Regions from separate parts of the Gossypium raimondii genome. Here region 2 is linked to region 1. The links are chromatin contacts, called in public Hi-C maps. All regions are on one chromosome and are shown on one strand. Each heading gives the region's core, a stretch centred on a gene start, on an enhancer-like site or on the middle of the called end of the contact. The rest is flanking DNA. Distances are from core to core; before and after follow the strand shown.

The links. A called contact is a pair of places that touch in the nucleus more often than the background predicts.
Region 2: a Hi-C map of leaf shows a contact between it and region 1, with 2.2 times the contacts expected there. The contact joins the promoter of LOC105783996 here to the promoter of LOC105783032 in region 1. A contact is called at or near these places in 2 of 2 Hi-C or Micro-C datasets (both in leaf).

The regions. Positions count from the first base shown.
Region 1 is chr2:16,981,610-16,988,523 of ASM2569854v1, forward strand. It overlaps LOC105783032 (protein kinase STUNTED), which reads right to left and starts at 3,358. Exons shown (of 10, transcript XM_012608200.2): 1 at 2,958-3,358; 2 at 2,740-2,837; 3 at 1,353-1,602; 4 at 516-1,262; 5 at 176-424; 6 at 1-92. The coding sequence starts at 3,153.
Region 2 is chr2:17,175,079-17,181,992 of ASM2569854v1, forward strand. LOC105783996 (glutathione S-transferase TCHQD) reads left to right here and starts at 3,524. Exons shown (of 3, transcript XM_012609731.2): 1 at 3,524-3,677; 2 at 4,635-4,939; 3 at 5,359-6,156. The coding sequence starts at 4,731. The coding sequence ends at 5,947.

The DNA of each region.
Region 1 (6,914 bases), core at 2,108-4,607:
GTTAGTATGCAGATAATCTAAGGCCTCAGCCACCCCAATTGCCACTTTATATCTTTCACTCCAACCAAATGCACCACGATCCTTCTTATTACCTGAATTATCAATAACCAACTTTAGAAACTACTTCCCGACATCAAGCGACTTAATTAATCATACAATCATATCGATTACTTACCATGAAGGTTTTCTTCAAGGCTTCCTCTTGATAAGAAATCATAAACCAAGAGAAGGTTATTATCCTCATAGCAGAATCCCAAGAGGGATATAATGTTCTTATGATGTAATGTAGTAATGATCTCGATTTCCATAACAAACTCCTTCAATACTTCTTCTGAAGGCTTTAGGATTTTCACCGCGAGTTCCTTGCCGTCTCGAAGGCAACCCTTGTAAACCTGACTACTGCCTCCTTTACCAATCAAGTTTTCTGCAAAAACACAAACCAGTAAAAGCAAGTTCAAGTCAATTGGTTCCCAAAGGAGGGTGTTGCAAAGAGGAATGATGAGTTTGAAACAAACCAGCCAAGAAATTCGATGTAGCCGAAACCAGTTCTTGGTACTTAAATAATCTGCAAGTTGCAGAGTATTTCTCATGAAGACCTTCTAATTCTTTTGGCAGGTTTATTAAGTTGTCATCAGGAGAAAGTGGAGCAATGGCATTTTCATTACTAACCGGAACGATTGCGCCGCTTTCTCCATCAAAATTAGAGGCCTTAAATTCGGTTTGATCACAGTCTTGTTTCTTGTCTGAATTTGTTAACAAAAGAGTACGCCTAGAGGGCAACCGCATCACCCACTGAACCACAGAAATCTGCCTCGACGAAGATCGGTCAGGAACTTGATGTCGTCTATCCGATAAAACCGCACGGCGAAGTAAAGGCCAACCAGGTCTAATTTCAGGCAACTGTTTGATCAACATAGAAATCGAACCAGATGCAGCCTCAGTTCTTTTAACAGGCACTATAGCCAAGGATTTCTCTCTATCATTATCATCATCACCGCAGTTTGCAGATTGGTGACAAGAATCATGCAGCAATAACTTATTTCCAGATCCACAAACCGAGCAATTTTCCTTTCCATCACTCTCAAAGTTGCCCGAACCGGCTTTGATTAAGGCCTGCTCGAATCTCTTGTCCTTGGTCTCATAGGAAACCAGATTGGCCTCGGCATTGGCAATCCCTTCACTTAGTACTTTGGAATTCTTGTTCAATGTTATGGTTCGGTGAAGCGCATTAAGCAAGCTATTTCGTTTATGATCTTCATTTCCTGGAGGAACAAAGAAGAAATTCCTTAAAATACACGAAAATCTTACATGACATCCAAGAACTGGATGACCAACCAAAACAAAATCTTTACCTTTTGCCCCAAAAGTGGTCCCTGGAGAACCCTCCCTGTGGAACACCACTTTCCCATTATTAACAGCAAGAACAGAACAGTTGTTGGATAGTTTCTTAGCACAGTACTTGGCTACCGATGTCGATGACCGGATTTTATGGAGTTTGGCGGCGGTTCCAACTATAAGCTTAGTTGCAGAATAAGATTTTGCTTCTCTCACTAAAATTTTGCGAATTGAAGAACCTCTGCATATCTTAAGTTTGAGATCCACCTGCAACATAATTACCCAAAACCGATTTATATCTTTTTTCTAAGCCTTAAATTTGATACGTGAAATGCTTAATCAATTGTTGTTAGCAGTCTAATCAGGTTGCAAGTCTAATCGTGAATTTCTTTTATTTTTTAATTCATCTCTTTTTGACTTTTACTATCTTCTTCCTGCTTCTCTCTTTCTCTAGCACCGGCCTGCTGTCTATCTTCACCTTTAACGTTATGAAAGCTTAAAAATGGAAATAGTGGGACGTTATTGCCGCTATCAATTGTTGTGATTTATATTCACAATCGTTTTCTTTCCGATAGCGGTGGCAGGTGGCGGCGGTAGCGCTCACATTTTCGGTCATTGCTGTAGTGTTGGTGAATTTTTTTATTTATTTTAAATTTAATAATCACTAACATGATTATAAAAACTCTTTGTTTTCTTGATTTTTGAGGTATTTTATGGTCTTATTTAATATTTTTATAATGATATTTATTCATATTTGTATTTAAAATTTAAAATCAGGTATCAATATACAGGTTATTAAGATAAATATAAAATATAATGATTTTTTTAAAAACCTAAAAAAATATATTTTTTTATTATTGTAAATATAAATATGCATTAACTAAAATGTTAATCCCTTCCCATTTTTTCTCCCCAGAACTGTGCCTGTTGCGTTCTTATTTTAATAAACACCCTATATTTTAACTCATTTATGAACTTTCCCCATCTTCACCGACCAAACTTTTCCCTCTCTTTTAGATCTTGAGAATCAGTTATTCATCAACGATGTTAGAAATCCTTCACCTGACCTCCATTTTCTTTATTATTCTAGGATCCTAGGGTGCTCTTGTTTTTATTTGTTAGAACCACAATACGGGACGTGATCTATATTCACGGCCGCCGTGGCTGGTGGTGGCGCTATTGCTAAATAGCGGCCGCTATTTCAATCCTAAGTGTAACTATAGCTAAATTGAGCATGCAGGGAAAGACCAACTTTCCCATTTCTGATTTTCCTTCATTTTCCAATTGACCAAACAGGAAAGAAAAATGAGGTTAACAAATTTATCATAGGGAAAAAAGAAGGTAAATTGTTATAAAAAAATTTTAAAAAAAGAAAGAAAGAAAAAGTAGATCATGAAACCGAACCTGTTTCAAATTACAGAATCCTTCATAAACAGCAAGAACAGAGTCAAACGCTTTGACAAGCGACAGAAGTGAAGATTTTCCATCTCGATCCACGATTTCTACACACACACAAAATCCAAATCCCACTTCAATAAACCAGACAAAAAATCAAGCCCCAGAAATATTTTCAAAAGAAAAGAAAATTTAAACCCTGAAACAGGAAAAAAAAATCTACTGACCATTGTTACCAAGAACATGAAGAGCAATGACACAGTCACCAGGCTGAGCCACCTTAACCAAAGCCCACGTTAAAAGCTCTCTGCTTGGTGAATCAAGCTTTACTCCAACAACCACCGTCCCTCCACCACCACCATCACCAGCAGCAGAAGCAACCGTCTCTTTGTCTCCAACAAAACCATTCTGTACCATTTTCATTTCTGTGTCAAAACAGAGTATGTTTCAGAGCAGGTGTTCTTGACCAAAGTTGAGGATCATGTTAAGAGTTTATAAATGGAAGAGTTAGGTTGTGAAGGAAGGTAGAGGAGAGGCAGAAGCAGTGTTTGAGAGCGTTTTTTTAGGCTTAACCGTCAGTAGTTTGCTTTTCAAGTTCTCCAACCACACTAGATAGAGAAAGGGAGGAAGAGACGACTTGTTTTTTATAAACACAAGTTGAAAAATTATTAAACAATTTATTTCTTTAATTGTTTATTTAATGGGGGGGTTTTTTTCTCAAAAGCAAATTGTAGGAATTAATAATAATAATAATAAAAGTGCTGCCCCTGTAAAATATAGATTCTTAGGTTTTAAATAATAATAAATTTCATTAAATGGGCATGGGCGCTACTAAAATGCTACAGACCAAAGCTTTTGCATCATGCTGTGGAAAAAGAACACAAACGCACCCAATTTTGTTATTTTCTCTCTTTCTTAGTACTTGGGGTAAAATGTAAAATTCAACTATGAGTTTGAAGTTGATAGCACGGCTGCATCGCTATTTGCTACCCATGCTTCCCCTCTTCTCATATTTGACAGTAAACATAACTCCCCACTAATTTATATATATACCGAAATTTATGAATTTAGGTCGTTGTTATTTATTTATGGGAATAGACCGTTTTCTAAGAGAGAAAGTGAAAATATGTCTTATAGGGTACGTTTTTAGGTAGCGATAACATTCCTCCCAACAATCCTAATTTCAACGGTTACATCCCCCAACAGTCATATTCTTTTTTCTATATAAATTCCTCTAAACTTCATTCTTTTCCATTCAAATATATTCTCTTAATAATTTCATTTTAAATCTTTCTCTCAATCCTATTCTCTTCGATTTTATTTTATTCCTTTTAATTTGTAAAATGGTAAATCAACTTATTTGTTTGGATAACAAGCACATCTCCGACATCCAGTTACAAATGGTAAGAAAATATTATTAATTTATTTAATTTTAATTAGTTAATTATTATGTTGTTAATATTATTAATATTATAATTTTTTATGTTTATATACTCAAGCCAAAAATTAAATTTTGGAGACATACATACACAATTTATGTGTGAGTGCACCGGCTGTCATTCATGGACATTTGCAAGATTCGAGATTCTTGTACGTGGCTCACATGCTCGGGGGGACTAAATTGGATCCCCCACTTATAAGTGCTTCGGTGGAAAAATAGAGGCCCGAGAGACACACATTCCATCTTCCTCGCAATGAGTGTACAATTACACTCGAGGATGTTGGTTTACAACTCGATCTACTGGTAGATGGGGAAGTCGTTACAAAGGCAGTGGTGAGTGCCAATTAGAGCGCAACATGCGAGCAACTACTAAGGAAAGTGTCAAACAAGTTTAAAGGTTGCCAGATCGATATGGGATGTTTGGAGGAGAACTTCAAACATATTGACGCCTCCTTGAGTGGCATTGAACAAGAACAATTCGCTCGAACATCCATTTTGAGGTTGATTGGGGGTTTGCTTATTCTAGATAAATTTTAAAATTTGGTACATTTAAGGTGGCTACTATTATTAGTCGACTTGAAAGAAGCAAGATGACTCAATTGCGGATCAATAGTGTTAGCGACATTGTACCGAAAGATGTACTAGGCCACAAAACCAGAAAAAGTTGAAACTGTCGGTTGCATGCTCCTTCAATCATGGGCATGGTATCGGCTACCATTTTTACAGCCCCAAGTGGACCCCCTTATGAATCCCCACTCGTAATATGGTGAAATTCATTTGATCATATCATTATCCTAATTTTTTTCAGTGTTGTAATTTTAAAATAACATGTTATTTGAATAAGTGGAACAATCGCGCAAGAAACACAGGTATACTGACTAAGCTCGAGGATATTCGATTAACTTTAGATAAAAAAATCAGAATAGGAGGTTAGTTTATGAAATTTAAAGTTATATAAGATTTACTTTAGCATTTGAATTTAAATATTAGGCACATGCTAAAATTTATAAATTCATACTACAGTTTGAATGGATGTCACATGCCGATCCAAGAATTCAAGAATGCATCCCAATCGACTTTTTTGGCCAATCGCAACATCTAGCACGTCAAAGTGTCTTTGATCATTTTTGCAATGGTTGAGATGCACGAATTCGACGAAGTGATGCGGCAGTTTGGGTGTACACAACGTATTCTACCGCCACCCCAGGATTTCAATGACCTACACAAGATCAACTTGTGGGGGAGACTCGAGGAAGATCAGTCAAGATTCCACAATAAGTATATCGAGATGTAGTAGTGAAAGTACAATTACTTGCCAAGGCGTGAACCATTTCTCACATCTAAGTTGGCGACATCTCTGGATTACATATGGTTCAGGCATAATGGCATGTCATATCTACTACCGAATGGGGAAAGGAGTACGCAACGTTGTCGTAGGAGGTGAAGACAAGTACCCAGCAATCTTAGGCTGGGAAAACAAGCCGCAGGGGGAGCAACATTTGCTCTAGCTTCACATAAGAACCCAATGGGCGTGCAACCTCCTTATCAGTATGGTTCATATTTTTTCTGGTGCTAAACCAATTTTGTTTTACATAAGCACCACAACACACACCATCATTCACTACATCAACACCTTCAGGTCTATTTTTAACACCACTGTCACCCACCGAACCATATTACATGTTGTTGTTGCCAGCAACACCGATGTATTTGATATAACTGATAATTCCCATATTTTATCCAAAATTATCTTATGCGATACGATACAGTTATCTATCAATAATGTCACAAACAACCCCAACATCGTTGTTCTACCGATGTGGGTCATCGTCGCAACCACCTATTAATACAATGGGGGATGTACGATGGGCTCTTAGAACCCAAACGCATTCAACCACGGAGGAAGGAGATGAAGATAGAGATCAACATTGAGGTCGAGGTGAAGATGAATATAAAGAAGATGAGGAAACAACACCCTAACTTATTCGATGGAACCCTAGGCGTACCCAACGCCCACTTGGTTGTGGCTTGAAATTGGGTTAGCACCAGAAAAATATGAACCCTAGGCGTACCTAACGAAGTGCTTGAAATTTCTCATAGTCGTAGGTCTTTTGTCTCAAGTCTACATGGTACGCTCCTCCGATAACTCATTCCTCGGATCTATAAAACTCCGTAAATCTAAATATTTGATTTGGACGTGAATGACACACTGAAGGCATAAAGTTCACTCTTTATGTATTCTCTCCAATATTTTTTAGCACCGTCTCACACCAAACATGAACGCTCTATATCTATCCCTCGTATTTCTCAACTCGCTTTGGAAATAAAGTTGCTAAGTAGAAATACGTTTCTTTGACTACCAAGGTTACCAAGCAAATGATGTGTCCTCTTTAATATGGAATTAATGCATTCTGCTAGGTTCATTGTCATGTTTCTGTATCGTAGTCCTCCATCAAAAAATTGCGTCTACTACTCATTGGGTATCCCATTGAGGTACTCCGCACCGAGTCGGTTTACAACTTGCAATTTCTTTAACATTTCATGAAATCAATGTTAGACGAGCTCGTACCCTGTCGATGACAACAAATATTATATCCATGGATGCAAACAATGTATATGTTAAAGAATAATATATAAAATACTATATACAATGTACCTATGTTAATGACATGTCATCGTTCTGCATTCTTATGGTATTGGCCTATGTAGTTAGACTCTATATGTCATATACAATACCTATGGT
Region 2 (6,914 bases), core at 2,274-4,773, 190 kb after region 1:
TGAAGAGCCACTCTTGATCCATTTTAACAGCCACCATAATAAGCTTTAAGTAAATGAAACCGATCAGACTTGAAAAGTTATTCTTGGTCCTATGAATAGTCACCTACAAGATAAATAATTAAACATTAAACATTGACAACTTTTTATATTCTTATTCAGCTGAAATATTTTAACTTAAAACACACATATTTATGATAGAAATCAGCATAATATAAACACACACGCATGTGTTTAAGAACATATGACTCCAACCTATGCTTAAACATAATTAACATATAAAACACTTAAACATAATGCATGACTTAATTAAGTGTAAACTTATTAAACTGGCATTTAACTTAATTAGTGACACACTAAACTCTTATGACACAAACTCATAATTAACATATGAGACACATAAATAAAATGCATGACATACTAAAATGCCAAACTTAATTAAAGATGTAAACTTATGAAACTGAACTCAAACTCATTTGAGGTTTTATCCAACTCTTGGATAAGCATTTGACTTGGTCTTGGCCCAATCAGAACATGATTAATTTGGACTTGTTCCAACGTCCACACATAGGCCCTTTAAACTCTTCTTTGACCCATTTGGTTCGACCCTCCATAGTTGACCCAATTGATAAACACAAAGGATCAAGAATTCAACCCAACATCAACTTATTTCTTCTTATCAAGAATCACATCATAAAAGAATATTAACTAAATTCAAAAAGAGTGAAAAGTACAGAAATTAGAGCATATCTTAGCCTCCACTTTAAATTTTTTATATACAATAATAAATTTTGGGTAAACTACTCATATTAGTCACTCTAAAATTATTTCATTCATATTTTGGTTAATCTAAATTTTTTTATCAAATATAACACTGTCATTAATAAGTATTCTTGTTTTGGCATTGTTTCGGTAAAACCAAATAAAAAGCTGACTAGGATACCACATATTAAAATAAACTTGAAAAAAAAAACAAGTTTACATGTATTAAAAATAAAAAAAAAGGGCAGCACGATGACATTTCAAGTAAAGAAAAAAAAACATAAAGAAATTGGTAAAACATAGAGATAACTTTTGGGAAAATTTTGGGAGTATTTCAAAAGTTTAGGGTTTGAATTCGGGTTTAGGGTCTGATTTTAGGTCTAATTTGAGATTCTAAAACACTCAATTTTTCTCCAAATTTTCCAAAAGTTATCCCAAATTTCACCTTTGTTTTATTTTTTCAGCTTTTATTTTTATTATGTGTAAATTGTTATGAATATCTTATTAAGTGGATGTCCATCAAAATCAAGATCAGTTTTGATGTACTTTAAATTCTAAATAGAGACTTTATGTTTTTTATGCCTATAAATAGAGACTTTAGAGAAGCTTTATAAATATTCCGATTGATCAATAAAATACGCTCTTTCTTTGCTCTCTCATTCTTTTTGTTCTTTATTCTCTGTTTGTTATTTTATATCATGTAGAATATGAGAAAGTATGTGATGTTTTCATGAGGGGGAGTAAATACGCGCCGTACTCTCTTCCTCTTAACCGAAATTTTGTCCCATTAAGTTTTCCTGGTAAGGTTTTTAATAAGGCAGCATATTATATATATGTGTATTTTTTTTCTTTCACTAATTTTTTTCCCACAGGGTTTTTATCTTAGTAAGGTTTTAACAAGACACATTATCTACCAATAGATATCCAAAGGGGAGTGTTATGAATATCTTATTAAGTGGATGTCCATCAAGATTAAGATAAGTTTTGATGTACTTTAAATTCTAATAGTGATTAGAAATAGATCTCTACTTCATTTATACTTTTATGCCTATAAATAGAGACTTTTGAGAAGCTTTGTAAATATTCCGATTGATCAATAAAATACGCTCTCTCTTTACTCTCCCATTCTCTTTATTCTTTATTCTTTATCTTTTATTCTATAACATAAACTTATTTTTTCAACTTTTATTTTTAATACATGGCATCTTATAAAGTCAATTTTTCATTTGGGTTTTAACAAAATAATGAACAAAATAAGAATACTTACTAACCACAATACTATATATTTGATAAAAATAATTAAGTGATGAAATGGAAATAAAATAATTTTAGAATAATTACTTGACTAGTTTGTTACATTTTTTTCTTTGAATTACAATTTCTAGTAAGCGTTAAACAGCGTGGCTTTGTATTTTCTTAACTGTCAAGTTCTAAGGACAGCCTTTAACAGATCAGTTTCCACTTTTTATCATCCTTAGCCTACGCGCTGCCTTGGGAAAATGAACCTCACTTGCTCCCTTTTAGCAAATTACTCCTTTTTTGCTTTCTATACTTTTAAATGTATTTTTGGTCATTTCATTATAAAAGTATAAAATTAAAATATTTATATTATTTATTTATTATTTTAAGTATTTGATTGAATTGGTATCACCCATCAATTAAGCTCTAATTAAATTGAAAATGTACTAAAAATTTCTTATATTGTCGTGTGGGTGTTTTTATTTTTAATATTTTTATATAAAATTAATAAAAATTTAGATATAAATAGATTCGAACTTTACATCATATCATCATAGTATTTAAACATATAATTTTACTATTTCAGTCAAATTTTATTTTATTTTATATAAATTTTAATAAATATATTATATTATGGTACATTTACGATATGGGTGAAAATCATAATTATATAATAAAATATTTATAAAAGAATTAATACAAATAACAAATGAGGATTTGATTAAATAATAAAGTTATAAATATTGAAATCCTATTATACAATAATAGTTTTCTATTTTAATATAAAAATATAAAATGATAAAAACATTAAATAATACAATAATCATTACTTAACAGAGCTTGTGAAACAAATTCGTGTTTAATTATTTATATTATATTTAATATTGAAAATATTTCTGAAAGGAAAATCTAATAAAATTCAAACGGATTTGACATATCAAATTAACTATTTTGTGCATTAATTACAAATGAAATAGCAAAGAATTTATACTCCAATCCAATTAGATTTTGGGACCATTCCTATTTTGCACTTACAAAAGAAATTACATGTATTAGATCTAGGAGTGTTCAAATTAACTAATCGAATCGATCTAATTTGGTTAATTAATTATCGATTAATTTCGCTTGAAATTAGCTAATTAATAAAATTAATTGAAATATTTGTTGTTTTCAAAACTTATGTGGTGTTCGGTTGTTAACCGAAATATTTGTTGTTTTAATGTCTTATTTATTATTTTTACCTCATTTAAAGCTTTTAAACTTTTAAATAAAAGAAAATGTACCTATACTTATTCAAACAAAAATATATAAATATATAAATTTTGATTAATTCAAATAATCGACTGAATTAATTGAAATATTTTAATTCAATTAATATATTTAAAAAATATTAATTGATTAATTAAAACCATCGTTTCAACACCCATAATTTGAGGGGCAGTGTAACAGGGTTCCTATCTTTTTGCTTTGCACCTTCCAATTGGAAACTCCTTATTCTTATATAATGCACAATAAAAGAGAAAAAAACAACTTTTTAAGTAAAAGCGCACTTTCTATGAATTATTCATCTTTCGATCCTTTTCAATTTCTCTAAATATACAGTATATAATAATAAACCCACATCAACCCAAAAAAAAAAACACTGTAGGACCCTTGTTGAAGCTTCCACTCTCATCTCGGTAAGTTTTTTTTCTGGGAAAACTGTTCTGGTTTGTTAAGTTGAACCCATTAAATTTCATGGTTTTTTTTTTTAAATTCTGATTTACTTCTACTGGTATCAACATCTTAGCAGTTAGGTTTCCTTGGTTATGTTCTGTTTGATTTTTTGGTTGTTTTAAAAGCTTCCAGACTTATACTTCAATTTAATTTGTAACTTCCATGATGATGTATTTTCCCTTCCTGAACTGTAATTTTCGTTAACTACAGTTTTGCTTTCCCGCACTTGGCTTTGAACAATTTGTGGAGTTTATTTAATTGTCTGCATGAATTGAATTGAATTTTTGTTGTTGGCTTTTATGAAACATTATGGTCTTCTTGTTGGTTTATTTCTTTAATGGGTTTTTAGAGTTGTTTTTTTTTTTTGTTTGTTTAAAGTTTGCCCTCCAATGCATATGATTTCTCTTTTTGGATTGAGGATTCTGCAATTTTGAGGTGAATTGATGTTATAAGGTTTTGGAAAATCATTACATAAGTGTTAAGGTTGTCTCTTTAGGTCTTAAGTTTTATATAAGCTTGCTTTAGTTCCAAAGAAAATTCATTTACATACATGATTTTGAATCTGAAATCTAGTTATAATTGCCCTGTACTTCATAGGAATCATGACAGTGGCTCACTGTTCTGTTAAAGAATTCTGGGAATAAACTTAGCATTTTTTAAGGTTAACCAACATGACTTAACCTTAATGTTCTAATTGAGGATCATACTGTTGTTGTTGTTGTTGTTGTTCTTTTTCAGTCTAATTAACACATATATGCAGAGTGGCCCTTCCATTGCTGCTTTTCTTTTCTGTTCATGGATTCCACTGTTGGTCTTATCGAATCATTAATGCTTTAAATTGTTGTGATTTTCTCAGGTTCTTTTCTATTAAATTTGATGAAATTGCTGATCAGACATTCTTGTTACTGTTTGATTTGCAGACCTCATCAATTCTTGTTCTTGATTGTGGTGTGATAAAGAGTTTCAAAGTTGGTGAAAACAGTGTTTTAATGTTTCAAAACATTGTTAATTGAATCATGCAATTATATCATCATCCATGCTCATTGAACAGCCAAAAGGTGAGGCTTGCTTTGGAAGAGAAAGGCGTTGATTACACCTCATTTCATGTCAATCCTATTCTTGGCAAGAACATGGACTCTTCCTTCTTCAGGATGAATACGAGTGCCAAACTCCCAGTTTTCAAGAACGGTTCTCATATCATTTTCGACACTATTGAAACTATCCTGTATGTTCTCTATCTTTCATTCACAATCGAAATCTGCATTGCAACAACCACTAGAATTGTCTTTATGGTACTTGGTAATGGGTTCTTGAAGAGGACCAAAGGTGTTCTATATTACTCTGATTCTTCATTTTTTTGTAAAATATTTGTGTCCAAAACTTGTGTCCCTATTGGACATATATCTGAATCTGACACTCACCCCGAATCAAGGTAATGTAGGTCATGTCTCTTACTAATTGCTTTTAAACCTTAAAAGTAATTGGAAAGTACAGCATATCTGCTCCTTTAAGATTTCTATGATGAAAAGGTGTCCCATTTTTCATATGTAAAAGAAGTATTCTGATCGAATATGTTTCAGAAATCAGTCAGTCCACCATTGTTACTTAAAGGGAAGATTCTAAAGTTAGCAAAGATAATTGCAGGTACATTGAAAGAATTGCTGTGGTCTCAGTTGGTAATGATTCCTTTAGCAACCAAGAAGTAATTGAATGGATGCAAAAGATACAACAATGGAACCCCAAGTACTTCACCCTATTGCACATTCCTGACAAGCACCGCCTCTACGTTTCTAAATTCATAAGGAAAGTGGTGATTGCTCGGATGGCCGAATCACCAGACCTTGCTAGTGCTTACCACAGCAAGCTTAGAGAAGCATACGAGACCGAGGAGAAGCTGAAGAATGCTGATCTTGTTAAAAGGAGCACAGAAAGCTTGGTCCAATTGCTTGATGAAGTTGAAAGAAAGCTGAATGACACAACATATATTGTAGGGGATGAGTTCACGATGGCGGATGCGACATTCGTACCCGTGCTGGCTCGATTGGTGCTTCTGGGTTTGGAAGATGAGTATATAAGTTGCAGGCCAAACATAGCAGACTACTGGGGTTTGGTGCAACAAAGGCCTACCTATAAAAAAGTTATAGGAAAATATTTTAATGGCTGGAGGAAGAAGAAAACATTAATAAAAACTTGGGGCTCACTTCATATCAGAAATTTGCTGAAGAGATACTAAGGATTTGTGGGTTACAGGTGTACTGTAAATTGATAATACATAAAATGAGTTGGAAAAGGAAATTGCAACTGTATGTAACTTTTGCTTCTTGTTATGCTTTTCACCAGGGTCTTTTTTTTTTTTCAATTGGTAAATTTGGTAAAATAAGAGATGTTGATATAAATGTGGAGTTGAAGGATTTAATGTATTATGATTGATTCCAAGGTTGATATGGTTGTTTCTCATGCATTCAGACTTGTCCCTTTCTGCTATCTGAAGAAGTTACCCAAATCATAGGAGGAATGTCTGGTTCTTTTACAGAAAAGCAGACTCCCAAAAGCATAGTTTTCAGGAAAGGGAATAGAAATAATCAAACAGCAATGTCCTCTACCTCACATATGTTGCAAGCTGTAGTCTTGTCATATCTTCAGACAACTCTTATTATTTTTCAAGTTTCATTCATATACAACCTTAAGAAAGTAACCATGGAACCTACTCATTTATTCTCCAAACAAAACATAATATTCAGATAGAATCATGCTTTAAAAGTTTCTATTTTGGCTTCAATTAGATGTATATCCCAGTAATTATCTCAAACTGACTTATTCTTTTATATATTCAAGATATGATTGTTTATACAATGGAAGAATTAAGAAAAGTTATCATATTGATCATCAAAGCTAGCATGTAACACTATGCATGTTAAGAATGCTTTTTGGGGAAACGCAAATTAATTTCCATTCTCTAATTAAAGCTCCTTAGACTAGATTCTCTATTTATTTAATCAAACATGGCGTTATTTAAAAGACATATGGAATAATAATTTTTTACAATAAAAAATCCTTTTAAGAATATGTTAAAAAAAAAGAATTCATTAATTCAAAAAGCTAGCAATTGTAATTGCTTTGTTTGGTTTAAATAATTGTTATCATTATATTTGTAAAAATCATAACTATTTTTATAAAATAAAATATTAATATCATATATT